3 separate regions of the Sus scrofa genome follow, and all the other regions are linked to region 3. The links are chromatin contacts, called in public Hi-C maps. All regions are on one chromosome and are shown on one strand. Each heading gives the region's core, a stretch centred on a gene start, on an enhancer-like site or on the middle of the called end of the contact. The rest is flanking DNA. Distances are from core to core; before and after follow the strand shown.

What was found. Hi-C and Micro-C count contacts between places; a contact is called where the count stands out from the background.
Region 1: a contact with region 3 is called in a Hi-C map of subcutaneous adipose tissue, with 3 times the contacts expected there. The contact joins the promoter of ARHGEF37 here to the promoter of IL17B in region 3. A contact is called at or near these places in 3 of 5 promoter capture datasets (fetal liver, fetal skeletal muscle and liver), 30 of 47 Hi-C or Micro-C datasets (adipose tissue, alveolar macrophages, blood and 14 more) and 2 of 2 datasets of contacts at active chromatin or transcription factors (alveolar macrophages and skeletal muscle).
Region 2: a contact with region 3 is called in a Hi-C map of embryonic fibroblasts, with 2.4 times the contacts expected there. The contact joins the enhancer-like site here to the promoter of IL17B in region 3. A contact is called at or near these places in 1 of 5 promoter capture datasets (liver), 14 of 47 Hi-C or Micro-C datasets (embryonic fibroblasts, fetal heart ventricle, fetal skeletal muscle and 8 more) and 2 of 2 datasets of contacts at active chromatin or transcription factors (alveolar macrophages and skeletal muscle).

Annotation. Positions count from the first base shown.
Region 1 is chr2:150,660,881-150,665,531 of Sscrofa11.1, reverse strand. ARHGEF37 (rho guanine nucleotide exchange factor 37) reads right to left here and starts at 3,062. Exons shown (of 13, transcript XM_003124090.6): 1 at 2,986-3,062. It overlaps CSNK1A1 (casein kinase I), which reads left to right and starts at 3,101. Exons shown (of 10, transcript XM_003124088.3): 1 at 3,101-3,809; 2 at 4,373-4,479. The coding sequence starts at 3,687.
Region 2 is chr2:150,483,248-150,487,578 of Sscrofa11.1, reverse strand. It overlaps AFAP1L1 (actin filament associated protein 1 like 1), which reads right to left. Exons shown (of 21, transcript NM_001244817.1): 11 at 2,700-2,781; 12 at 2,310-2,462; 13 at 871-1,082. All of the region lies in intron 2 of LOC106509605 (a long non-coding RNA gene), which reads left to right. Among named protein-coding and RNA genes, the nearest start is that of GRPEL2, 26 kb to the left of the region's middle. Within about 2 kb of position 1,303, at least 5 of the 83 cell types and tissues checked have an H3K27ac peak or open chromatin away from gene starts, as enhancers often do. A contact at or near this core is called in embryonic fibroblasts, where this site is marked.
Region 3 is chr2:150,582,192-150,586,902 of Sscrofa11.1, reverse strand. It overlaps IL17B (interleukin-17B), which reads left to right and starts at 3,277. Exons shown (of 14, transcript XR_002342005.1): 1 at 3,277-3,675.

The sequences.
Region 1 (4,651 bases), core at 1,813-4,312, 79 kb before region 3:
CACTTTTGTAAGGAAAAGAGAGGTCACCATTTTACGTGTGTAAAGGATTATTAAAAGTTCATTGGGTAGTATACATACAGAACCTATCAATCTTAAGAATCCTGAAGCTGTACAGGTCAAAAGGAAGACATTTCCAAATAATTAAATTAATCAAAATAAATTTAGGGTTAATGACAATATAAAACGTAAGAAATGTTCGTAGAATGTCTCAGAAGTGTTTGAAGTTGCTATCACAGATGCAATACACTTTCACAAAACCCTGTGAATAATGCAGAGGGGGAGAACAGAGACAAGACACGAAGGGAACACAGAAATTGCTGTCACTGTCCAAAACTAGAAGAAAGACCGAATGGATTATCACAGATTACTTTATGAACTCTAAAAGGCTCTCTAAATACAATTTAACTTTTTTTGCTTTGTGGACTAGGGGCCTACAATCTAGAGGTCTTCTCCCCCCGCCCCCAAATCGGGCCCTGGGTTCTGCTCATTGCGTAGTCTTTTTGCAGTGGTGTTGGGCTTTGCCAAGATCAAATGGAGTAGGACATTCTTTTTTTTTTTTTTTTTTTGTCTTTTTAGGGCCATACCGGAGCCATATGGAGGTTCCCAGGCTAGGGGGCAAATCAGAGCTGTAGCCACTGGCCTACACCACAGCCACAACAATGCCAGATCCAAGCTGTGTCTTCGACCTACACCACCCCTCACGACAATGCCAGATCCTTAACCCACTGAGTGATGTCAGGGATCAAACCTGCATCCTCATGGATACTAGTCAGATTCGTTTCCACTGCACCACGACCGGAACTCCCAACAGAACATTTCTGATGTTCTCATGTTTTCAATTACTCCATTAACTCACTTATCTGCTACTGATTATGCACAAAGCTGGGTAACAAAGACCTGAGAGAGTGTTTGACATATCCCAAGTCATTCCATTTTTCTACTTATTTGTACCAAACAACTCTAGAGATGGGCAGGCCACCCTTGTGTTTTTATTTTCTCCATTACTACACCCGTCTGTATCTCTTGTGCTTGTCCTTAATCATTTTACTCAAAAGACACCCTGTCTACTAGTGACCTTTTCTTGGATAAGCACTGTGGTTTGTTTTATTTTATTTAGTTATTTTTTGTCTTTTTAGGGCCGCATCCATAGCATATGGAAGTTCCCAGGCTAGAGGTCCAATTGGAGCTGCAGCCACTGGACTACACTACAGCCACAGCAACAAAGGATCCGAGACACTTCTGTGACCTACCCCACAGCTCATGGCAAAGCCAAATCCTTAACCCACTGAGCGAGGCCAGGGATCAAACCTACATCTTCATAGATCCTAGTTGGGTTCATTAACTGCTGAGCCACAAAGGGAGCTCCAACCAAAAAAAAAAAAAAAAAAACCCTTTAAATGTACACCTCACCCCTTACGGTGAACTCCTTAAGCTGAGGGATCCGTCAAATTTGGGGTAGCTATAGTAGAAAATCAGCAGAACAGTCACTATCTCTGGAAACCTGGAAACTTCAAGATACTTAAAACTGATTTTTTTCTGCTCAGCCCCAGCATGCAGAAGGTTTCAGTCCAGGGACTGAACCTGAGCCGCAGCAGTGACACTGCCTCCTTAACCTGCTGCATCAAAAGGAAACCCCAACTTTTTTTAACAAAAGAAAATCGAACGGCAGAGAGTTTTAACTAGGTCGGACACACTTTGGAGTCACCAGTGAAGACTGTCCTTTTGGGGGTCAGGGGGCCTGGGTTTTGTTAGCACCTCAAAACTTCACCTTAAACCTTAGAAGTCTCTTTCCCTCTGTTCTCAAATTCAAGACATTTAGGTTAAAGCTTTATGAATACAAATATTTAAGCCAGAAATAAAGTAACATGGAGAAATCCTAGTCAAGATATCTTTCAGGATGAACTCCATTACTAACTACTTGATCAGCTTTCAAAGTTGCAGTTGAGGTACATTTTTTTCCTGTTTTAATGACATTCTTTTACTTGGGATAGTAAAATAATGCCGCTTTTGCACTTTCACAACTGAGGCTTTGATTCACTCATTCGTCAGCGTTTGACTCAGACTGCAGATGACAGCAACATGGACATTTCTCCTGGGATCATCACCACTAAGCCCAACCGTCTGAGGTCAAATTTTGTAACCCAAAATGTGGTCAAGAGGTGACTCTGTTCAATGTTTTTGTTTGTTTTAGGGCCGGACCTGTTGCATGTGGAGGTTCGCAGGCTAGGGGTCGATCGGAGCTGTAGCTGCCGGCCTGCACCACAGCCACGCCGGATCCTTAACCCACTGAGCGAGGCCAGGGATCAAACTCGCAACCTCATAACCTCATAGTTCCTACTCGGATTCGTTTCGGCTGCGCCACCACGGGAACTCCTGTCCAATTTCAGTAAAAGTTTTTACTGTGTAGAGTTTTAAACGCTGCCAATCTTATGGTCTAATGGTCATTTTTATCCTGTGTTTCTGGGGTCAACAGCTCATTTTCCCACACGACCAGGATAGGGTGTTTCAAGGCATTTGGGAGGGGGATAACTTTCGTTTTCCCCCGGCTGCAGATCTTACTTTCTATCGACCACGTACGTGCCACTACCCATGACTTGGATATTGGGGTTTTCCTCCGGGATCAAACAGCGTCAGCGGGAAGCAACCCGAAGCCCCAGAGCAGCAGGGCTGGCGCCTGCGCCCCTCTTCCCGGGAGGGGAGAGCGGGCCTCCAGCCCTCCGAAACCCTGGGCGGCCAGAGCCGCCGGGCTGCGCCGCGGGAGCCCCGAGCGCGGCTGCTCGTCTCCCGCTCTCCACCGGAGGCGACAGCTCCGCCACAGCGGAGATCGGCCGGAGCCCCGCAAAGAGCGAAAGGGTGAAAACCGCCTCCGACCAAGAGCAAAGGTCGGTACCCAACTCCCCGGGAGGCCTGACGCATCCCCTCCCACGAGCACTGCAGTGACTCCTCCCTAACACGTCTCGAGGCCTGGGCCGCGCGGCCCCTCACCGAGCAGGCGGGTCTGAGGTGACTAACAGGCAGCCGCGGAGGAGCAGCGGGCGACCGGAAGTGGAAGCGGGCGCGGGGCGGGGCGCGGGGCGGGCGCGGCACGCCTGCGCAGTCCGCGGCGCGGCAGTGCGCCTGCGCGCTTGGGCGGTGACGGGGGACGCTCGGAGCGTGGGCCGCGACTCTCACGGATCCGGTTCCGCCCTCCCTCTCGCCGTCGACCCTCGGGGCTGGCGCCCGCGATCCCTTTCCCAGCGTGCTCCGCGCCGTGAAGAAGCGGCTCCCGGGGACTGGGGGCATTTTGTGTTGGCTGGAGCCGGAGCAACAAGATGGCGGCGTCGGCGGAGTGACAGGGGTCCCTCCGGGCGGGAGCTGGCGGCAGCGGGGGCAGCGGGATCGCCGCCCTAACTCACCGCGCCCCTTTTCCAGCCGGCGACGTCGCCGCGAGAGCGAGGCAGCGGCGGCCGCCAGGAACAAGTGGCCCGGCCCGGCAACCGCGAGCACCGCCTCGGCAGCCTGCGGCCTGGCCGGAGGAAGCCTGACAGCCGCGGAGATCCGGGTCCGCCTGGCCGGTTCCGGGCCTGTAGCGCCGAGAAGGAGCCAGCGCCCCCCGGTTCCTGCCGCGCTCCGCGGACGAGCGCTAGAGGCCTCCGTCGTCCCCTAGAGGTGTCGGGGCTTGGCCCCAGCCTCCATCTTCTCCCAGGATGGCGAGCAGCAGCGGCTCCAAGGCCGAGTTCATTGTCGGAGGGAAGTACAAACTGGTGCGGAAGATCGGCTCTGGCTCCTTCGGGGACATTTACCTGGCGATCAACATCACCAACGGCGAGGTAATCCCCCGGGGTGGGGTTCCCGACCGCGCCTGCCCCCCCCCCCCAGCGGCTCGGGCCTTTGCCCCCCGCGCGCGCGCCCCGGGAAGTCCAGAGGGAGCCGGCTCTCCCGGCCTGGGAACCTCCACCGCTGTCCTTCCCTAAAAGGGAAAGAAGCGAGGCAGACGTTGGGGTACTGTGGAGTTTCCCACCTTACTCGGACTTTTAAACCCATCCTCTAAGGTGAGAACGGCAGAATCCCTATGCTTCGCTCTCTCCCTATTGAATTCTCCTGGGGTTCTTGTTCCAATTAGCGCAGCTTCCGATCGCCTGGCTTCTTCAGGACCTCTCTTTACGTTTTCTGGATGAATCATTTTCCTGCACTTTAGAGGACGTGCCGCTTTCGTCACTGCCCCCTGAAGAGGCCTTTGAGGCTGGATGCCTCGTTTTGTAATTACAAAGAGAGCTTTCTCCTCCTGGCTCTACTGCCGGGAGAGTTGGGGCTTTGCTCACGTCGCCCCGTCCTTTCCGAGTGACATTGAGTCCGTAAGGATGTTGATGGCATCATTCCCTCTCCCCCGCAGGAAGTGGCAGTGAAGCTAGAATCTCAGAAGGCCAGGCATCCCCAGTTGCTGTACGAGAGCAAACTCTATAAGATTCTTCAAGGTGGGGTCGGCATCCCCCACATACGGTAAGAGTCCGTGGGCAGACGGCGCTCCTCCCGGGGAGGTACCCGAAAGGGGGATGTGGGAGCGGCGGGGACGGGACCAGCTGGATCCGGCTCTTGAGGTCTGAGTGGCCGGGGTCTCCGTGGACCGTAAGTCACCCCAGTCCCCGAGCAGATCGTCCTTTGCCAACTTAGG
Region 2 (4,331 bases), core at 54-2,553, 97 kb after region 3:
TGCAAACCTCCATATGCCGCGGGTGTGGCCATAAAAAGCAAAAAAAAAAAAAAAAAAAAAAAAAAATTTACATTCTAAATAAGTGAAGGATTGGCGTGTGAAAAGAGTTTCTGTGTACTCCGCGTGACCCCAGGGAGGAGGGCTGGTGCCAGTGGGTAGATGTGACCAGGCGTGGGCGAAATGAAATCACATTTTCATTCAGCCATTTGTTCAGCAAATAGGACTGAGCCCCTGGTATGTGCTCGACATAAGGCTGGTTCCGGAAAAACAAAAATATGCAGATCCGGTGTGGTTGCTGCTTTGCTGGAGCTTGAGGATTTCAACTCCGTGTAGAGAAAATCTCTGTGAAAATGGAGTTGCTTGGTGGGAGGAGCAGCTACCTGGCAGGGCCGTGGGTCATCCGAGGTGGAGAGTTACTGGTGCAGAGTGTTGTAGAGAGGGTTCCAGAATCCGATCGGGGTTAGATCAGGCTAGATGCCTTTCCGGGGTGGGATTATATTTACAGGGGAGAAGGAGCCAAGCTTGGGCCTCGGGTTGCCAGATGTAGCAAATAAAAATGCCCAATTCCCTGTTAGATCTGCATTTCAGGTCAGCGACGCACGCGTGTGTTGGTAGAGGCAGGTCCCCAGTGTGGGATGTCCTTACTTACAGAAGAAGAATTACCTGCTGTCTGTCGGACATTCAGACTTGAGCAGGGGCTGCGTAGTTTAACGGGCGCCTCTGCTGATCACTTGGCAGCATCGGCTGACTTGCTTCCCCTCCGACCTTGGCCCCCACAGCCTCAGGAGCCAGGCCCCTGGACCAAAGCCCGAGCCCGGGCCCAAGCCCCCGTCCGCCTCTGCCACCAAGGCCCCGCCGTTGGCCTCTCACCTCCAGGATGGCGACCTCCTGCCGGTCGCGCAGGATCCTGAAGGCAAACGGGTGTCTGGGCCCGAAGCCCGGGGCCACCTCGCAGCCGCGCAGGGCAATGGCGTTCACGTGGGTCCGCAGGTCCGTCCGGTCCTTGTGGAAATACAGGGTGCTGCCCTTGAGGCGGCACCAGCGTTCCTTCCAGCCGTGGTTCACCAGCACGTTCAGGTGACCTGCGGGGGGCACCAGCAGGGTGACTCCCGGCGCTTGGGGTGCTCCCGGGCACCGAGGGCCCCCAGCTGCAAGGAAGGCCCGCTGGCCCGCGGCCTCAGGCACCTGTCCGCTGTCTGAGTTTCCGTTTCCTGCCTGTGCCGCGGGGGTTGAGCATCACCCCTGCACGGCCCTCAGGCAGCAGCGGGCGGGCCGAGGAGGGCGCAGCTACTGTATGGAAAGCTGAAACCACAGCTCTTGCTGCTGCCTTTGCTCCTGAGATGCCCCGCTATCCCTGAGGACACAAAGTAGTGGCTGATGCTGACCTCTGGTGGCAGCACGTGGGAACCAAAAGCCACGATAAATTATGCAAGCAGCCAGGGCGAGGCTGATGGCTGAGGAGTTAGAATCCCCCCTCGATGTTTTAGATGTTAGTTTCCTTGTCATCGTAACGTGTCCCGATCCACCTGAAAATGTTTCTTGATAGCCATATGCTTTTCTAATACTCCTTCTGGGTTATTAGACTAGTACTGCGTATCTAAAAAATAAAATTTCCTGTTGGATCCCAGTACCTGGAGCGCTACATTTATGTTTTTCTTTCCAAACCATTTTTAATTCATACTGAATGCATCTATTTGTTTATTTATTTATTTTGCTGTCTAGGGCCGTCCTGGCGGCACATGGAAGTTGCCAGGCTAGGGGTTCAGGTGGAGCTGCAGCTGCCGGCCTACACCACAGCCACAGCCGTGCATCTGCGATCTACACCGCAGCTCACAGCAGCATCAGATCCTTCACCCACTGAGCGAGGCCAGGGATTGAACCCACATCCCCGTGGTTCCTAGTCGGATTCGTTTCTGCTGCGCCCCCATGGGAACCACCCCACGCCCTTTTCTTTTGAGTGCATTTATAATAAAAGTGCTTACGTATTTTTACCCAAGAATTATCCGTATAAGACTGGGCCCGAACTGAAACACTTGGTGGATTATACATGCGAAGGTCAGAGCGTCTCCTTCTGTCCCCACAGAGGAAACCAAGGCCAGGGGCTTTTGGAGCTCAGCTCCCCGACTGCGTAGACAGAGGAGCTCAGCTGGCCTTTCCTTCTGTCAGGCGCCAGGGGCCCACGGAGAAGCGAGGGCGGGCCTGGCTCACTCAGGGTGGATGCCAGCCATCCGGGAGGAGGCGTCCGCGCTCTGCCCGGGGAGCCCTCAGCAGCAGGATCTGCGTTGCCTCCCCGCGTGCACGGTACCCACCACAGCACGGGACTTCCTCCTCGGCAGCGGACGCCTGCAGGGCTTCGGCCAGCGCCTTCTTCTTGGAAAAGCTGATGATGCGGGTGATCTTGCGGCCGGCAGCCTTGCTCACTGACCCCTTCAGCTCCGACAGGCTGTTCTTCTTCCCTTTGCCTGTGGCCATGGCAGCGGGTTAGGGGAGGCGGGGGAGCCCCACCAGCCCGCTAGCCTTCCCGGCAGCCCCTCAGCCTGCACACAGGGCCTGGCCCACAGCTCCAGGCGAGCACAGACCAGGTCCCATAGCCAGGTGTCCAGAGCGGTCAGGACCTGCTCTGCCCTGTGCGCTTGTGGCAGTGGCCCCCCCACCCCCAGCTCTGGCATTCTCCCGTCTGAGGCCCCAGAGGCTCCTACCATGTTCACGGCCAAGGGTGGAACAGCTGTCTCCCAGGCCCAGGCTGTCGGAGTCTGAGGTCTGCTTCTCTTGGGACGGCCTCTGGGGAGGGACACAGACAGCCGTCATCAGCGGGCGCGCTCAGATGGGCCCCTGTGCTGGCCCGTCTCCCCCGTCCCTGCCCACGAGGATTGGCCCCCAGGTGTGTTACAGACTCGCGTGCCCGATGCCAGGTGGCATGAGGAAGACGGCAGTGGCCTAAGGGGGTCGTGTCCTCCGGTCCCAGTGTATTCGGGGAGCAAGGCACTTGATTATAACGGACTGCGATGAACCTCCTCGGAGTTTGGACCCTATTTGGTGGCTGATGGGAGCTGGGAGGGATTGAAGTGCAGCTCACGCGCTGGTTTTGGAAGCTCCCCCCAGCAGCTCGGCGGGGATGGGCAGAGAAGATGGGAAGCGAAAGAGGCACTCGGAGTGTCCCCCAGTGCAAGAGAGACTGACAGGGGTGAACCGAGCACCCTGACCGTGGAGGCCAGCAGGTGCGTTGGCCTCTTCACCTTGGCGAAAATTGCAAGGATCACTTGGTGACCACTAAACACGAGTGGTGATGAGAGAGGCGTCCACGGCAGTCCTCGCCTGGATGGGGAGGGTGGTAACGACACACACACACACCGTGGCAGCAACTTCACTGTCAGCCAGGCTTATTTTCACTCGTTACGCCAGCTGTGGACGCACCATTCCTTTGCCCATCTATCCAGGCATTCATCCCACCAGGTACCATGGGAGTGGTGCAGTGTAGACAGATGCAGAGTAGACACACGCAGTGCAGACAAATGGACGGTGTAGAAAAATGGACAGAGGACAAATGCAGTGTAGACAAAAATGGACAGAGTAGACAAATGGACAGAGGACAAATGCAGTGTAGACAAAAATGGACAGAGTAGACAAATGGACAGAGTAGACAAACGCAGTGTAGACAGATGGACAGAGTAGACAAATGCAGTGTAGACAAATGGGCAGAGTAGACAAACGCAGTGTAGACAAATGGACAGAGTAGACAAACGCAGTGTAGACAAATGGGCAGAGTAGACAAACGCAGTGTAGACAAATGGGCAGAGTAGACAAACGCAGTGTAGACAAATGGGCAGAGTAGGCAAACGCAGCATAGACAAATGGACAGAGTAGGCAAACGCAGCATAGACAAAAATGGACTGAGTAGACAAATGCAGCATAGACAAAAATGGACCGAGTAGACAAATGCAGTGTAGACAAATGCAGAGTAGAGCAGTGCAGACAAATGGACCCTGGAGAAATGTGGCCTCTGCCACCAGCCATCCGCGATGGGAATGCGGGAAAACGCTCTAATCTCCCCACGGCTGCTCACTTGAATTCACACACCCCTGTTGGGGTGCTGCTGGGAGGCAGACAAGCCGGCCCAAGTGAGATCCTGTGGCCAAAGCCCGTCGCGTTTCTCTCCGCCGTGCGGTGCACAGCCGTCTCCCTTTAAGGAGCCAAGCGGTGCCGCGGACTCAGGACAAGGCCAGCATGACACCTGTCCTCTTAAAAGCTGTCCCTGCGGGGCTCTGCGGCCCCTAGAGCTTTCCGCCGGCGCGACCAGAGCAGGCCCGGGGGCGTCTGCCGTGAGCACAGTC
Region 3 (4,711 bases), core at 2,028-4,527:
TGGTTCTGCAGAGAACAGGAATACCGCTGCTCTGTCATGCGTCTAAACAAGATTCAACAGGCCGATTTTAGGTCCTGAAACTCACGTTCCCGACCGGAGCTTGAATGGTTGCAGCTCTGGAGAGGCCTGGCCTGGGACGCTGGACTCAGGCACAGCCCCACACTCACTATGTGAGCTTGGTAAGGGGCTTAGCTCCAGTGAGCCTCCGCTGGCACATCTGTATAATGGGCACATCTGTATAATCAGCACCTCCACGGTGTCACCGGGAGGATGAAACATGGGCAGGCGTGGGAAGGCATTTCATAAACTACAAGGCTGCCGATGGGGGAGGAGGGGCTGTCCTTGTCCTGTGGGATCAGCATCACAGTGGCCCGGGTGAGGGGCTGGCAGGAGGCAGAGGCCCGACAGGTGCCCCGGAGGCCGGGCACAGGTTTTTCTGGTTAGGATGTGCAGAGCTGGTGCCGAGGGAGACCTGAAGTGGAAGGGGGCTCGTGAGGTAGGCAGAGCCTCTGTCGGGAGCTGCTGGCGTCCCAGAGAAGCTGCTGAGTCACCCACCTCCGCTCTATCCTTGTTTTAAAAAGTCTTAATTACCTTTCTCTGCTTGCAAAACCAGTCTGTGCCCCTTGTGTAAAGTTCAAACAACGCTGCACTCTCCAGTGCGGCAGGTAAACAGTTTCCTGCTCAGGCTCCCCGGGTGTAACTGCTGCAGACATTTGGTGTGTGTGCGTCCCGATTTTTCTTTCGATAAATAAATACACATTTTCCAATTAAAAGAGCACGTTCGTTGAAGATAATCCAAAGCAAGGCAGAACTAGATAATGCGTATGCCTTTCCACACCCCTCTCAGAACCAGCTGCTATTAACAACTTTGAAGGGAACTCCTTCCCCTTTTTAATGGGTGTTTATATTCCCAAGAGGGCAGAAATGAAGCGGGGCCGTAATGATTGTGGTGACAAAAGCCAAGCCTGCCAGGTACAAGCCCCAGTCCCAACCGTGACTAGCTGGGGGACCAAGGCAAGTTCCTTGGCCTCACGGAGCCTCGTTGTCTTTGTCTGGAAGATGGGAATGCTGCTTGCCCCTACTTCAACGTGCGATGGAGAGAATGAAATGAAATAGTTGGCTGTGCTCAGCATAATCCCTCAGTGAGCATCAGCTATCCTTCCAGACACACCTAAAGAGAGTCATTCTCCCCACGAAATTGGGATCACATGACGCATACTGTCCTATTTGGTTTGGAGGAAGAGTGACGTGGAAACATTAGTCAGGGGGATCCTGAAATTTCCATCGGAGGCGAGAAGTCTTGCATCTCGATTCAAAGAATTGGTTGCATCAGTGTAGGATGGGAAACTTAGATTTCCCAAACGGAGTCACCACCACCTCTGTGATGTGGCTGGAGCCAGGCTGCATCAGTAGATATGGAGGGTTTGTTTTTTTTTACATTCCACCTGCAGCATATGGAGCTTCCCAGGCTAGGGGGTCTAATCGGAGCTACAGATGCCGGCCTTCACCACAGCCACAGCAATGCCAGATCCAAGCCACATCTGCAGCTCGCAGCACTGATGGATCTTTAACCCACTGAGCAGGATCAGGGGTCGAACCTATGTCCTCATGGATACTAGTCAGGTTCATTACCACTGCACCACCACGGGAGCTCCTGCCAGAGTCTTGGCACCCGCTCCTGCTCCCACCTGAGCCCTGGATCCTTCATCCCCACTATCCTGCTGGCATCCATCCGATCTCTCCTCAAATGGCAGCCCCGCAGAGACCCTCCCGACCTCTCAATTTAAAGCAGCCCTCCTAGGGGTTCTTGTCATGGCGCAGCAGAAACAAAATCTGACTAGGAACCATGAGGTTGTGGGTTCGATCCCCGGCCTCGCTCAGCATTGCTGTGAACTGTGGTGTAGGTTGCAGACGCAGCTCAGATCTGGCGTTGTTGTGGCTGTGGTGTAGGCCGGCAGCTGTAGCTCTGATTTGACCCCTAGCCTGGGAACCTCCATATGCCATGGGTGCAGCCTTAAAAAGCAAAAACAAAGGTGCCCTCCTAATCCGGCCACCCGCGGGTGTAGCCCTCCTAATCTGGTCACTTCTCGCCGTACCACTGGGCTCCATTGTCCTCCTTGACTCTGTCGCGATCTAAGATTGACGGTGCGGTGGCTGATTTGTTTGTGTCTGTCTCCTGCTCTAGACTGTAAAATCCTCAGAGCTGGGATCTGTCTTATTCTCCCGTCCATCCTGGGCACAGAAATGGCACTTGGCGCATGGCAGGCCCTCGGTGAACTTTCGGTGAATACAGATGTTAACGGCGAAGGCCAACCACGCCCTGGAGACTGACATCCACTAAAGAAAGCGCCCTTGGAGTCCATGGACCCGCTCAGCTGCACATAACACCTGGTGTGCACCTGTGCTGTCTTCCGTGAAGACGGCTGAGTGTTTTTATTAGGGTCTCAAAGGAGGTCCTGGCCTCCCAAAAGAGGCCTTGACTGTGCAGGAAGGAAAACAAGTTAAATTCAGTCTCGGATGCCCACTGGGGGCCCCGGGCATGTTTAGCCTGGAGGAGAGAAGCCCAAGGAAGCCAGGGTCACTGTTTGTAAACCTCTGTGGGCAGCAGAGGATCCGGAAAATGACAGGGCTTTTCCTCCAACGAGAGAAGGAGCGTCTCACAACCCAGGCTGACCAAGGGCCCAGGCAGGCTGGTCAGGTGACGAGATCCTTGTCATTGGGGTGTGCAAGCAGATGTCCCTGTGGCTCTGTCAGAATTCGCTCTGGGATGAGCGGGCCAAACGAGTTTTGGGAAGTCAGAGGGGTGGATGCTTGGGTCAGAGGGGACAGTCTCTAAATGAATGTAACTGTGGTTCCTTCCGGCCTCACACAGATTGGAGTGCAACTGACATGGCCCTGGCCATCCCCAGAGGGAGCCACTCAGATGCCACCCTCACAGTCCACCTAAAAGGAGCAAGTCTGTACCTGCCCCTCGCTGCTGGCTGGGTGTCTACTCTGCCTGCGCCCATGACCCGAAGAGGGGCTGTCTAGGTCTGAAATGCAAGCACAGAGTTCCCGTCGGGGCTCAGTGGTTAATGAATCTGACTAGGAACCATGAGGTTACGGGTTCGATTCCTGGCCTTGCTCAGTGGGTTAAGGATCCGGCGTTGCCGTGAGCTGTGCTGTAGGTCGCAGACACGCCCGGGATCCCGCATTGCTGTGGCTCTGGCGTAGGCCGGTGGCTACAGCTGCTATTCAACCCCTAGCCTGGGAACCTCCATATGCCGCGGGAGCGGCCCCAGAAATGGCAAAAAGACAAAAAATAAAATGCAAGCAGAGGACAGGTCGCCTCTTCTGGGCACTGCCCTTTCACAGCAATAAGCTTGGCTGGCACGGGAATGCCGGAGGCGTTCGGTGCCCCACGGGCAAGGCGGTCTCCCTCCCATCTCCCTCCGGCTCCTAAGCAGGATGGCCTGTCCTTCCCGGGGAGGCCACGAGAGGGCGCCGCCCCTCCTGCCAGCGGCAGCCTCCTTGGCCCCTCCCCCGGTGGGCGTGGCCCAGGACGCCTGTCCGTCAAAGGAAGGGCGACCCTCGCTGCTGGAAGAGCGCGAGTGGTCCCGGGGGTCCGTCCGCGGACCTGTCAGGGGTGCCCGCTCCTTCTCCCCGCAGGACAGAGGCCCGCGGCGAGCCTGGCAGGTAGGGCTGTGCTGAAAGTGTTCGTGCGTGAGGCTGTGTCGCAAGCGGTCTCAGCCCCCAGGTTCGCCCTTGTGCACGTGTGGGACGCGTCCCGGGCGGGGCCCCGGTGGTCGCGTTCACCGCCGCGTCCCCCGCAGCCCGCGCGCACGGGCCCAGGAAAAGCGGGCGGAGTTGCACCGAGGTACATAGACCGGACGGTCAGCGTTCCTTGGTGGCCTAGCCGTGGTCACTGCAGCAGCTTGGGTCGCAGCTGTGGGGCAGTTTGAAGTTTTGGTCTGGAAACTTCCCCGTGCGCCGGGCGCGGCCAGAAATGGAAAAGCAGAAAGAAAGAGGCCACTCCCTTCGCTGGGTCCTTGCCGTTCCTGCTGTCCTTACCCCCGCCCCCCATCTCAAACCCTGGTGGCGAAGCCACCCGTGGGGTCAGGAGGCCCCCCTGGCGGTCATTACCCAGCGGTGTGGAAGGTTCTAGAAGGAACGCAGCAGGACGAGGCCTGCGCGCGGAGCTCGGCCCTGTCCCGCCTCTTCCGCTGTCGCTGGGGCTCCCGGGTGCCCGGGGCTCCGGGGGCCTTGGGCTCCTCGTCGTGAGGACACGCGCGTCGGGGCGGGGAGGCCCTGCGCATCTGGGCAGCTCAGGGCAGATGCTCTGGCCAGGGTGTGGGGGTTTCTTCCCCACAGCGGGGCCGGGTTGGGGGACCCTCAGAGGTGGCGTCTCCAGCGTCCCCGCGTGGTGGGCGGGATGCGGCCGCACAGCCGCCGCAGAGGTCCCTGTGAGCCCGGACCCGGGCCACGCGGTTCAGACGCCGTCCCCGTCTCTCCTCTGGTCGGTCAGTCACCCCGCTGGGCTTGGAGGGGCGAGGCTGCCCTTCGGCGGGGCCGGTGGGTGACCCGGCCCCGCGGCTCAGCCTGCGTCTTGTCCCTCCCTCAGGCCCTGGCCTCGTGGGGCTCTCCCCCTCCCCTCCCTCTGCAGCGGGTGCTCCTGGACCCCGCCTGGCACTTCCGGGGGCTTCTGGCCGTGCTGACGTGGGCCCTGGTGGCT